Regions from separate parts of the Rattus norvegicus genome. Here region 2 is linked to region 1. A link is a contact called in public Hi-C data. All regions are on one chromosome and are shown on one strand. Each heading gives the region's core, a stretch centred on a gene start, on an enhancer-like site or on the middle of the called end of the contact. The rest is flanking DNA. Distances are from core to core; before and after follow the strand shown.

Region 1 (6,547 bases), core at 2,677-5,176:
ACATGAGTATGGCAGGGCCCTTCACATCCGAATCACAACATGACGTATAAGAGGCACCATTTATAAAAAGAGACAAGCAAGTAAACATGTTTAAATTTTCATATGATGCCTTAAGGAAGATAAACGTTCATAAAGTCATGAAGATTCTGGAATTAACACACAGGTGTACACACACACAAACACAGAGAGAGAGAGAGAGACAGAGAGACAGACAGAGACAGAGAGAGAGAGACAGAGACAGACAGAAACAGAGACAGACAGAGAGAGCTCTAGTATATGTAGTCTCTTGACTATGATCAAATGCCACACCCTTTCTGTCTGTCACTATTTGATTGACACTGGAATTCCTTGGGACCCTAAACGTTCCAGGTGCTTTAGCTGCACTCCCACAGATTCTAAAGCACTTGGGTTGTTTCAAGCTCCCAAGGTGCCATGGCTATGTAGCCCAGGCTGCCTTCTGTGGACACCTCCTCCATCTGATAGTACTTTGAGCAAATCTTTCATAACCCTCCAGTGAGGAACCTTCTGCCCCATAGGTTGTGAATGTGGTTTCTGTTCAGCAATCAAACTCTCCCTGCTCTCAAAGAGACCTGACCTCCATTTTCTCTTTGGGTCACAGCAGTTTATGTACCCAACCTCACATGACTGAAGTAGGGGGTGAGGTAGCAGGGAGCCCACTCTTTCTGCTCGCCATGTTCCACTCAAGAGGTCCTCATGTTACTCCGATTTGTGGAGGCTAGACTTAGAAGAAACAGCAAACTAATATGGCTCTTAGTTGGGGGTGTGTCTTTGAATTTCTTGGGCCAAGTATGTGGTCAAAGCCACAGTCCCAGAGGAGGTAGCAGATGCTGAACTCTTGTAAGCAAGGTTCTTTCAGGGTGTCTTCATGTTGACAGTTCTCCCATCTTCTGTCTTCCGTGGATAATTCACATCCTGCCGTTCACAATAGCCTCCATTTAAGTTTTTAGACTTGAGAGATGCTATTAATGCATGGAAACCCATGTGACATTTTACATGTGTATGTGCTGCGCATGTGTTAAATGTTACACCCTGTCTCCATGTCTCCTTTTTGTAAATCCCCATCCCCTAGACCACATCTGGCTGATGGAACCTCTGGCTGAACCTTTGCTAAATTTTCCAAGTTCTGCTCCTGTGCACTTGACCTTGGGTGGTTCTGTCCAATTTTGGTTTCCAGTCAGTCAGCCCGACTTCAGCTCTGTGAGGTTTGTTAGTTAAAACAAACCTTACTGCAGAAAGCACACAGCAGAGACCTCAGGTGAACTTTTAGGAAGCTTCTTCCCTCAGTGGGCCACTTAAGGCAGAGTGAGGTCCAACAGAGAGGGGCTGAGGAAAGGGAGAACCAGAGGTGAAGATTGGAGTCTAGAAGGATCTAGAAAGCTCATTTTATTCCAGTTGCCTGGTAAATATGGGAAAAGTCAGCAAAGAGTAAATGATGTAACCCAGGCTCCACAGGATGAGTGAACGGGCATCATGACACACACCTGTAGTCCCAGCAGTCAGGAGACTGAGGCGAGGGCTTAGGTTTAATGCCAGGCTCAAGGCCAGCCTGGCCTGCACAACAAAACAGAGGATAGAGTCTGGCCCACACTTGTCTGGAGGGCTTATCTTCCACATCTCCTACACTGAGCATCTCCTACCGTAGCTTTCCACTCAAGCCTAAGATGGAGATGGTAAGTACATCCAACTGACCAGGTCTTCATCAGGATGCCAAGAATCTCAGAAAGGACAACAACAAAGTCTATAATGATCTAAGAATAGCCACGTAAGGGAACTGTGCAGAGAACTGGCTGCTCGAAGCTTTGGCTGTCAAGTCCTCAAAGTCTTCCTTCTGTCCAGCCCTGGCAGGGACTCCAGGGATTGTGGTCTTAAGGACTCCAGTGACTGTTGTCTCAAGGACCTACCTTCTCCTGTTTTCAGAGCACAGTTTGACCTATTGTACCAACTAAAATTTTAAGTGCTCATTAAATTTGACCTCCCAATTTTACCCCCCAGCATTCTTCCTACAGAAACCCTTAAGTCTGTACAAAGTTGTAAGTACCATAGCATTGACCCCAAGTTTCCATAGTAGTAGAAATTGAAAATCTAATCATCTTCCATTAGTATAATAGTTAACTCACTGAGGCTGATATTACAGCTTGAATACAATATATAAGCTATACCAGCTTGAACTCTTGGAAACAGAAACCAGTCTTCTGACTCAGTGAAAAGGAAATTAGAAACTTGTTTTAAAATAATATGTATTCTAAGATCTCCCTCCTAGAGAAGATTAGCGTTTCTTTTACGAGAAACCACGCTTAGCAATGACTGCAACAGCATCATCACATTTGACAGGGATAGCCTTGGAACGTGGGGGGCAATGAGGGGGAGAAGCAAATAAAAGGAAATTACCAGATTGAAAGCACTCTGACTTGTTTTTTAATAAAAGTACATCAGGCTATTTTATGAGTGACTTGGGGGGTGGTATTCATGTGATTTACTTGGGGGGGTGATATTTATGTGGTTTTGTTTTGCTTTGATTTTGAGACAGACTCTCATTAGTCCCAGGCTGTCCCTAGACACACTATACAGCCAAGAACGACCTTGAACTTCTCACTCTCCTGATTCTACTACCTGAGTGAGTACTGGGGTTGGAGTTGAATTCTTCCACATATTGGTTTATGTGAAGCTATGGGTCAGACCCAGGATTTTGTGTATATTAGGCAAGTGCTCTGACAACCGGGCTACATCTCCTCTTCCCCTACACACACACACACACACACACACACACACACACACATACGCACACATACACACACACATACACACACACATACACACACACATACACACACATACACACACATACATACACACACATACACACACATACACACACATATACACACACACAAACATACACACACATACACACACACATACACACACACATACACACACATACACACACATACACACACATACACACACATATACACACACATACACACACATACACACACATACACACACACATACACACATACACACACATACACACACACATACACACACACATACACACACATACACACACATACACACACATACACACACATACACACATACACACACATACACACACATACACACACACATACACACACACATACACACACATACACACACATACACACGCACACATACGCACACATACACACACATACACACACACATACACACACATATACACACACATACACACACACATACACACACACATACACACACACACATACACACACAGTAGTAGCAGCAGCAACTGTGTGTGAGTTTAAAAATGAGAGAGAAAAGAAGGAAGGAAAGAAGGAAGGAAGGAAGGAAGGAAGAGAAAGAAACAAACAAACAAAGAGGAAAGGAGGGAGGGGAAGGGAGGGAGGGAAAGGAAAGGAAAGGAGAGAAAGGGAAGGAGAGAGAGGGAGAGGGAGGGAAGAAAAGAACCTATACCCTCGCCTAAATGTTCCTGTTCTTAACTCTTCTTGCGAACTAGTTGCTACTCCATTTTCCTTGGTCCCTAAGTCTGCCATTGTTCAAACCTTACCAGCCTTGTGCTTCCACAGAGCCTTGCAGGAGCCCCTACAGGCTGCCCATCAGATCTCTGGGCAGGGTGGTGTTTTGTCTTGCACCCACCCCGATGCCATGTCCCTGATGGCGTCAATATAAATGATTTCATTGGTCTCCTGAGCAGCCAGGACCCTGAAAAGCTTGGAAAATTACAGGAAACTGAACGTTTAACAGGATTTGTCAGGCGTGTATGGTGCTGCAGCCATAACCACTGTTCCCACAGAGCATAGCTGTGAAGGGCTGACTCAGGCAGCCATCCCGCTCCCTAAATGGCTCCAGGTCTCGTTCCTCTGCCTCAGTACAAACAAATAGCGCCCTCTGCTGGCAGGCAGCAGAACTCGATGGAGCAACAGCTTTGGATCTCACACAACAGACACTGCAAAGTAGTGTCCACCGGTAAGGGACTCGTGTGTAGGGAAAGCTGCCGCTCTCATTCTGTCACAGATCCAGTCCCGATTTTACAAGGATTGGGAAAAGATGATGAAAACACGATCAACGGGGTAGGTCCCATCTATCAAACTGACAGCGAAAAATAATTAAAGAGCTTACATTTCTACCGCTCTGACACAGAGGGAACGACGCCGTGGTGTGGAAGATGGGTGCAAACTTCCTGAGAAGCATTCGGGAAGCAGCCTTTGTTATTAGTGTTGTTATTTATTAGTATCTCAGTAAAGCTCCTTACCATATGTCATCCAGTAATGATACACTTGGGGACATTTCCAGAGAAACAGTCCCCAGGAAAACAAAGTGGTTGCTATAAGGATGCTTAGAGCTGTGGCATATTTTATTTTTATACAGTGGGAAACTGGGAAGAACTCAAGTGGTACAGAGTGAAGAGAGGATCACCGAATGGTCAGTGTCATGCTATGTAGGGTGGTACTTGGCCACAGAGCCAGTAAGAATGATAAGTTCAGGGCTCACGTCATACACAGACCGTGAATGGAGATTACCGAATGCTGTTCCCATGCCGACCATAACACAAGTGTGTTGGATTTTAAGCTGTAACAGGAAGTGAGGTGAGAAAAATGACTGTCGGCTCTTGCTGTCTACCTTCTCCTACACTGTCTCATCTGAAGTTTCCTTTCTCTGTTTGGGACCTTTCACCATTAACAGGTCCCTCACTAGAAAGGAAAGGCGTCAGATATATAGCTTCCCACTTCTGACTCATGTAGACACATACTTGAAGAACTCCTAGGTCCGTTTGTCATTTAAAAATCTCTAATTGAAGACTGAAAATCAAGTTTACCCAGAATGTTCAGTAATATAAAAATCAATCCAAAATTGACCAACTTTCTCACATCCCCAGTAGCAGCTTGCCCAAGATCACACATGGGGTGTCTCATCAGAAACACCAAGCTTCTGTCATCAATTGTTACTGACAGGGATCACAGAAGGACTTCATTCAGACCTTGGTCGCCTGGGCCTCCTTTACCAGAGATTTCAGGTAAGTCTAGGCAAACACGGCCTGGGTTCCATCATCTTAGCAACCATTGGGCCTTCCGGGCAGCCGGACCTGAAGCGAGGTACATACCAGTAGAGGAGATAGTACGGTTTCTGAAGAATCTAGCTCGAGATTCAGCAAATCAATCTCCTTGGAGCTGGATATCAAACACTCTATCAGAAAACCAGATTCAGCGAGTTCTTCCCATCCTTTTTACCAACCCACAACCCACAGACTGAAATGGCGCTGTCTGTCACTTAGACACCTATGATGGCCTCTCCAGTCAGCATCCTCACTCCATTCATCTTGGGCAGCAGGCACAGTGCCAGGAAACCCGATCTCCCTCCCAGACCCTCCCTCCTAGCTGCCTCTCTAGCCCCATGATCTCTGACCTTTCCCTGTTCTATCCCAGGCACAATGACCTCCTTGCTAAGTGTGCCCTGAATGCTGCACCCGTGTGCTTTCTGATCCCTTTCACTGATGCTACCCTATTGAACGTGCCCTGACATTTCTCAGTCAGCTCGAGGGACTATTCTCTTTCCCTCCCTGGCGGTCTTTGACTGCTAGTTTCTTTCTGTTGCTCACTGCATGACTCGTGGTGTATTAACTCTATCTTCACACAAGCAGAAAGTTGAATCACTTTTCTCAATTTGCCATACTGGAGAGATGGATACAAGAATTGGTTGGAGCATGCACGGATCTGTGGATTTGTGGATGGACGGAAGGATGGATGGATGAATGTATACATCTATGAAGGGAGAAGGGTGGAGGAGTTTTACCTGTGGAGATCTACAGGACATATGATTTTCTAGAGATCCTCACCTGTGCACACCTTGGTGTACGCTGGTAATCCTTACTATGGAAAGTTCCAGATGGGAAAACCATCCAGAAAGCAATTCTCTTTCCATCGTGCTAGTAAATTGTCCAGAGATGCTAGAAGGGGTGCATCTGAACACTCCCCACAGTCTCAGCTTCCACTCACTCCTCAGAAGTCTCTCTGGTCAGTTACTCTAACATCTTACAATGAATGTTGGGCTGGTTGTCGTTTTTGTTAAATGGAGGCTGCGTTATATGCAATCTTGGTGTAGAGACTGGCCTTAAATTCTCAACGGCTCCTGTGGGGTCAGGAGTATTGTATCTCGTTCTTTATCTTTTGTGGGCCTGCAATGAAAACTACATTGCTGGGGAACCTGAAGTAGTGGCTTGTCCCTGCGTCCCAAATGATGTCAAATCCGGAGAAATCTCAGAAATGTCCCGAGGACAGCCTATTTGTTCTTAGCTCTCTTTGATGGGCATCAGTTGGCCTGTATCTCTTATTTCAGATCATTTTTGCTAACTACTAATGGAACTCCATATGACAAAGAGACGTGTGTTCATTTGTTCTAGAAATTAGTCTTTAGCTGATCAAAGAAGCAGGGCTGCTCTCCGCTTCTCATATGGAGGCCAAAAGGAAGTTAGTGACTGTGTAAATGGAAAACTTAGACA
Region 2 (6,547 bases), core at 2,034-4,533, 240 kb before region 1:
TCTGTCTCTGTACCAATACAGTGTGATTTTTATCACTATCATTCTGTAGTATAGCTTGAGGTCAGGGATGTTGATTCCCCTGGATGTTTTTTCATTGTTGAGAATGGTTTTTGCTATCCTGAGTTTTTTGTTATTCCAGATAAATTTGAGAATTATTCTTTCTATCTCTGTGAAGAATTGAGCTGGAATTTTGATGGAGATTGCATTGAATGAAAGATAATATACATCTTTTTCAGTAAGCATTAACATTCCACTCCCATATCAACCAATATTTTTCAGAACCCATGCTTGATGAGTATGTAGTATAATGCTTTAATTTTAACATTATTTTTATTCTATTAGATATTTTTAAATACTACATTTTGTGATATTTTGTGCTTGATGCAATAGCAATCATCTTTATGGGAATATACTTTGACATGTATGTACCAGGTTAATTTTAATTTTTGCCATTAACCCAGTATTACAGCACTGTTAACTTTTAAAACTTGAAACCTATAAGGTTTGGAGATAAGAGCTCTAAATAAGAACACTGCTGCTCTCCCAGAGGGCCAAGGTTCAAGTCCCAGTATCCACATGGTAGATCACAACTATCTGTAATTCCACTTCTAGGGAATCTAATGCCCTCTTCTGGCCTCTGTTGAAACTGCACACACATGGATTCAGGCAAATACTATGATACATGAAATAAATAAAATCTCAAAAAGATTTAAAAATTATTACTTACATGCTATTATGAGAGCCCCATAAATCTATACAGTGCCAAAGTTCAGAAATGTAAAACACTAGAAGTATTTAAATTAAAATTTTCTTAATCAGTGGATATTCATATCATTTGCATAGATTATATCTGTTAACTCTGTCCGAATAGCTATTGAACTGAATGAAATTACTTCAGAATAATTTGAAATGTGCTGGTGCTTTGAGTATTGTTTTTATTGAGAACAATTCTGGTATTTTAACCTTAGGTGCTCTTCCAGCTATGAATTAGAAAAATAATATTCTTTATATAAAAGAAATAAGCACTTTTCAGTAAGATTCTTAACTTCAGAAGGATTCGTTATGAAACACCTTTATGATCCAACTGAGATTATCTTTTAACTAAATCTTTTTTGGCTCGTGTAACTGTAATACAATATTTTTCTGCCAAAATATTTTTCTGCCAAGATCATTAGATAAATTTCACCTGCTTTCAAAATTGTGAGTCATTTGACACACACATGAGTGTAAGCAACATATATATATATTAAGTATCTATGTAGTACAATCTAACATTGCCCAGACCACAGAAACTTCATGGTACCCTGCTGTTATTGTCCTATGTCCATTTCTTTCCTCCTCAGACCCTCCTTCTAGGGTCTCCTACAGCATGTACTTCCTAACAAGCATCTTTAAGATCCTTTCAGAGACTCATAAGAACTCACTTCTCCTCTCCTGTCATCTGCCTGTTGTCTATGGGCACCCGCCTGGCTAATGGGTATGTCTGATCTGTCTGTCCCTAACAGGGCTTTGCTCTGTCCCTCTTTCACAGTTCACAAGCCATGATATAGGAAATGGATAAAGTATACTTGCTATAGAAAATTTTAACAAGGTTTTATGAGTGAAGAAATGACTTTATTGACCCTAGCTGATGTAGAATACCATGCTCACTCTAAACCAGATATTATCAAACTATATCCACACATTGCTTACCACATTTATGGGATATTTATTTTGTTTAAGGTTGCTTTAAATCTATTGGCTGCTTTCAGCAAATGATTGCCACAGTAAAGGCATGTATGTTCGTGCACATGCACACACACACACACACACACACACACACACACACACACAATTCTGTCAAGGGCGTGAACTTAAGATCAAAGCTGTGCTATGAATTTAGCTTAGGTTATAAAGCTGATTACATGGGAGATCCAAAGCACAGTAAAGTAGCTCTCACTGTTCTCTTAAAGGCAGGTTAAATTTAAACAGGCTGAGTATACAGCATGTTGAGAACTGGATACACAGTCTCAAATGACCTCAAGGAATATTAACCTGGCTGCAAGGTCCAGCAAAATTCCAGACTCTTTGTGGTCAGGAGGTATTTTCAGGAAAGTTCACCACCACAAAATCCCACCACTAACTGAGGAGCTGTTAGGATTTGATGGCTGCGGGTAGAGTAAAGGTCAGTTTGGGGTTTGTTTTCAGAGCAGACCTCAATCTCAAGTCTAACTGGGCAGTATAAACTGGATTTGACGGGGAGTGGGGTAATTTCAAAGTTGGTGAGAAGGGATGGGAAGGTCAATGGCCGTGGTAATGGGAGGGGTTGAGGGGATGGAGATGTTCAGAATATACTGTGTGAAATTCTCATACAGTTAATAAAAATTATAATGATAAATGGTTTATAGGGCTTGAGGAATGATATTGATGTTTAATGAGAGAGAGGGAGAGGGAGCTTCACAGAGCTGTAATTACCAAAAATTGAGTCAGTGGGCTGCTGAATGGTTCATATGCAGACTTGGGCTCCTTTCTTGATTTAAGAGAATTTCTATCAGCTTCTTCAGATTTTATTAATTTACAACATTACTAATTCTGTCTTATACATCTGAAATGCTTTTTGACATTCCATATGGATTTTTTTTTTTAGGATTGTGTGACTAGGTTTATGTGACTATTTTAACAAGGTCATGGGTGTCCACTATTTCTAGTGGTCGGAGCAACATTCATTGTTTTCACTCCCATTTTGTTTGCTACAATCACCTGCCAAGTCTTCATCCCAGAAGGATACGATTTCACTTGGATGGGCAGGCATACAAAGCCAGGACTATTGCAATGGGATTTGGCTAACATAAAGGATTAGAAGAGAAAGTTTCTCTTGATAGACTACATTCTATGATTGTATCTAACACCCTTATCAAGTTGGCCAATTTCTCCCTTGTAGGTCTACTCAGTCCCAACCTGATTTGATTTCAATGAAAGAAAATTGTATTTTATGTGCGTGGGAAAGCATGATAATCGCTCACCGCTCCTGTGTTGTTGGCTTTTGCTTCTTGTTGGACTCTGACGAAGTTTGGCGGAGCGAGGAAGGAAGCATAGAGCCTGATGCTCTGACTCATCTTGGGAGGTTTCAGTTTTCCTGCGGTGCGCAGGCTATTTCTTCCCGCATCCTACTTCGCTAGGGTTGCCTTTCAGTTCCCATGCTAACGGGTGTCTGTTCATTCCGTGCAGTTTCAGAGAGTGTTTTCCTAGCCACACCAGAGCACTGGAGCCCTGTCTTACGGTCACTCTGTTTACCATTCACTGAGGTCAAGAACCCTAGGAACAACATTGATTGAGCAACATTGTGTGGTCCATTGCTACCGCTCAGCCACAGAGGCAAGCAAACCTGACACTAATCTTTAGTCAGAGCTGAAGTTCACATGGCTGTGATGGGTTTAGGTTTTGCGGTTAATATTTAAACCACGTACAGGGCTCGATTCCAGGTGCTCCAGCCACTGATAAGGATGAGGCCAACTCGCAGGGCTTTCTTTCACTCTTTGATATGTGTGTGTAACAGTTCAGTCTTGGGCTCCCCGGCTCCTCTCTTCCTCCCGTGAGGTGCTTTTGGCAAGGAAGAGATTAACAACACAGTTTCAGAGAGCGACTTCACTCAGACAGATGAAAGTCAAAGTAATCGACATTGGGAAGAAAGCATGAGAAACTGCAATAATTGGGAAAATATGGGAGACTCAAGAAAAGGTTTTGTTGTTTAGTCTTTATTTGTTAGCAAATTCAAAATGTTATGTTTAATTTCATTTTATCAAGTGCAATCTGCTTATATCAGTAACTGGTTTGATAAAGTGATTTTGTAGAGCTTTAAATCCAGGTGTGGTGACACACCTATATTACCAGAACAATTACAAGAGGATTGCCACAAGTTCCGGGAAAATCTGGGCTGCATAAGGAGACTGTCTTAAACATAAAAATGAATTTAAAAATGGTTTACAGAAAGATAATATGTTACCGGTATGGTTCTTAAGTTCCTAGGACCATACCCTACTGGAAACACTTAGATTATTTAAAAGAAAAATCTGTTTAGGGATCATAGTTATGTACATATATAGTTATGAATGCAAATAAACAAAAGTCTGTTTCTTTTTTAAAATGTTATACTGTGGTAAACAAGATGGAAAATTCCAGAAATTACAATGAGCTATTTGAGTAGTTTCCAGAATGTTTAAGTCTTATTGTCCTAATTTAGCATAGGTATGCTTGATATTACAACCTTTTTGATCTTGATTATATATATATATATATATATATATATATATATATATATAGAGAGAGAGAGAGAGAGAGAGAGAGAGAGAGAACTCATCATCATAAAACATTTTTCTGACTCAACTCATGCCAAAATATATCATTTTAATAGAAAATGTTTATTGAGCCCTTGGAATATGCTAGGCATTTGCTTAGACTATCCGTATATATTTTCATCCTGTGTCTCAGCAATAAAGTATGGGTAACACTTGCTGAACTTGGACTTGATATGAGATCCAGGGAATTTACATGTCTTACTGATCCCTGAGACTTAATAGTAGATATACATTTGTACCAGACTTCAAAACACTTGCTTTTCTCTATGTTGTTTTTTTAAATATTTCATGAATATTTTTTAATGTTTGAGAGTGTCATACAATTTACACACAATGTGGTTTTGATCAAATCCTTCCTTTAATCCCTCCTATCTAATTCTTTCAATACTCCGTATCACTTCTTCCTCCAAACCAAAGGCAAACATTTTTCTGTCTATGGAGTTGAATTTGTTCCACCAGTACACGTGTGTAGAGCCATCCACTGGTACTTTGGCAACCTACCAGGGTGCCTCACTTGTGAGAATTACCCTGCTTCTCTAGTAACCAGCAATTGGCCTTAGCTTTTCAGTCATAGGTGGGACTGCCTGAGCCCTACCCACTACTCATGCTGAAACGTTGCATGGTTGGCTCTTTCATTATGAAGAACACAGCACTTAAGAGTGTAATGACTTTAAACATACTTGCTACATGGGATAATTCCTTGTGCAAGAATCCTCACTCAGAGTAGGTGGCCTATCAGTGAACGACAGCCCTGTCGCTCTCACACTGTAAGCCAATGTGCCTGGTCTATTGCTACAAGCTCACAGAGGTGGGGTGGGAGGAAGCGTGCTCATATCTGGTATCTGTCAGACTGAAATACTAGCTCAGGGCTTTTTCTGTTCCTGATAATGTTAAAACCCATTAGAGGACATCATTACCTTTGGAAAGCTGGTTGAGCTTCCAAGGTTGAGATGATAAGAAGCAACTTCAGATAATCAGTGGAACAGGCTAGGACAGGAGGCAGGGTTCTATCTGATACAGAGGTCTGTGAAGTAGTACAGTACCCAGTTAGTACACCCACGTCACCGATAACTCTTTGTGATCTGGCAGCAATGAAACTTTAAGATTTCTGTTTCAAGTGGTTTGTATTATTTTCTTCAAATGGACACTGACTTTTGAAGCTAATTATGAAAGTGAACACAAGTTCTTTCAAAAGGAGCTGTTGGGGCTGGAGAGATGATCAGCAGTTAAGAAGAGTGGCTGCAAGAGCGGTTTGATTGCTAACACCCAAACACTGTCTCACACTCACCTGTACTCCAGTTCCAGAGGATCTGAGCCCTCTTCTGACCTCCATGGTAATAAGGCACGCATATAGCAAATAGACATACATGAAGGCATACATACAAGTGTGTGTGTGTGTGTGTGTATGTGTGTGTTAATGAGCTGTACACACCTTGGATTTTTCTTGAGGTGCCAAGACCAACTACTGAGACACTAAGTATGAGGAAAATAGCAATGGCAGAACAAGAAGGAGAACCTTTGATCAATCGGCATGGCAGTGCATGCTGAAGTGGCAGCAGGTAGGAGAGTACCACCATTCTGGACTATATAGGATGTTCAAGGCTACCTGCTGAGCACATAGTGAATTTGACACTGCCTCAACCCCATACATACTCAGCTTGAGAACTGCTGACTTTTTCAATGCTTACTTTTAATGATGGTTCTTAAATGCTTTCACCTCCCTTCTAACCTACCACTCACCAGAGGTAGTGGAAAGAAATGGTTCTTTGGAGCAAATTCCATTTATATTGCCAGGAAATCAGCAGCCCCGTTCTCAGGTCAGCAACTCTGTCCACTCGCAAACACTTCATGGATATACCAGCAGCCCAGTTCAGTAGTGTCTGGACAGCCAAAGGGGAGGCAGAATCTACAGGAACAGCCAGGCCTCTGCTGAATTGGCATGAGTTCCCCTAACTGGGCTGCCTTGTCTAGTCCTACAGTAACTCAGTAACTGATTTGTCAAGGGTAGGGGGAACATCCCCCATTCTCAGAGGAGAAGGGGATGAGAAATGTGAGAGGTGGGGACTGGGAGGGTGGCTGATACTGGGATGTAGAGTGAGCAAATTAATTAATTTAGTAAAAAGTTATGAAGCATTACACATATCCACATTCTGTGGGCTTAGCTTGTCCTGTTCGCTCAGCATTAAACAAATTCATTTGTCTCTCCAGAAGAA

Evidence for each region. Hi-C and Micro-C count contacts between places; a contact is called where the count stands out from the background.
Region 2: a contact with region 1 is called in a Hi-C map of psoas muscle, with 4 times the contacts expected there. The contact joins two enhancer-like sites. A contact is called at or near these places in 4 of 12 Hi-C or Micro-C datasets (hepatocytes, kidney, liver and 1 more).

What each region holds. Positions count from the first base shown.
Region 1 is chr19:42,288,825-42,295,371 of GRCr8, reverse strand. No RefSeq gene overlaps it. Among named protein-coding and RNA genes, the nearest start is that of Rpl22l3, 34 kb to the left of the region's middle. Within about 2 kb of position 3,926, at least 11 of the 93 cell types and tissues checked have an H3K27ac peak or open chromatin away from gene starts, as enhancers often do.
Region 2 is chr19:42,526,262-42,532,808 of GRCr8, reverse strand. No RefSeq gene overlaps it. Among named protein-coding and RNA genes, the nearest start is that of Il15, 15 kb to the left of the region's middle. Within about 2 kb of position 3,283, at least 11 of the 93 cell types and tissues checked have an H3K27ac peak or open chromatin away from gene starts, as enhancers often do.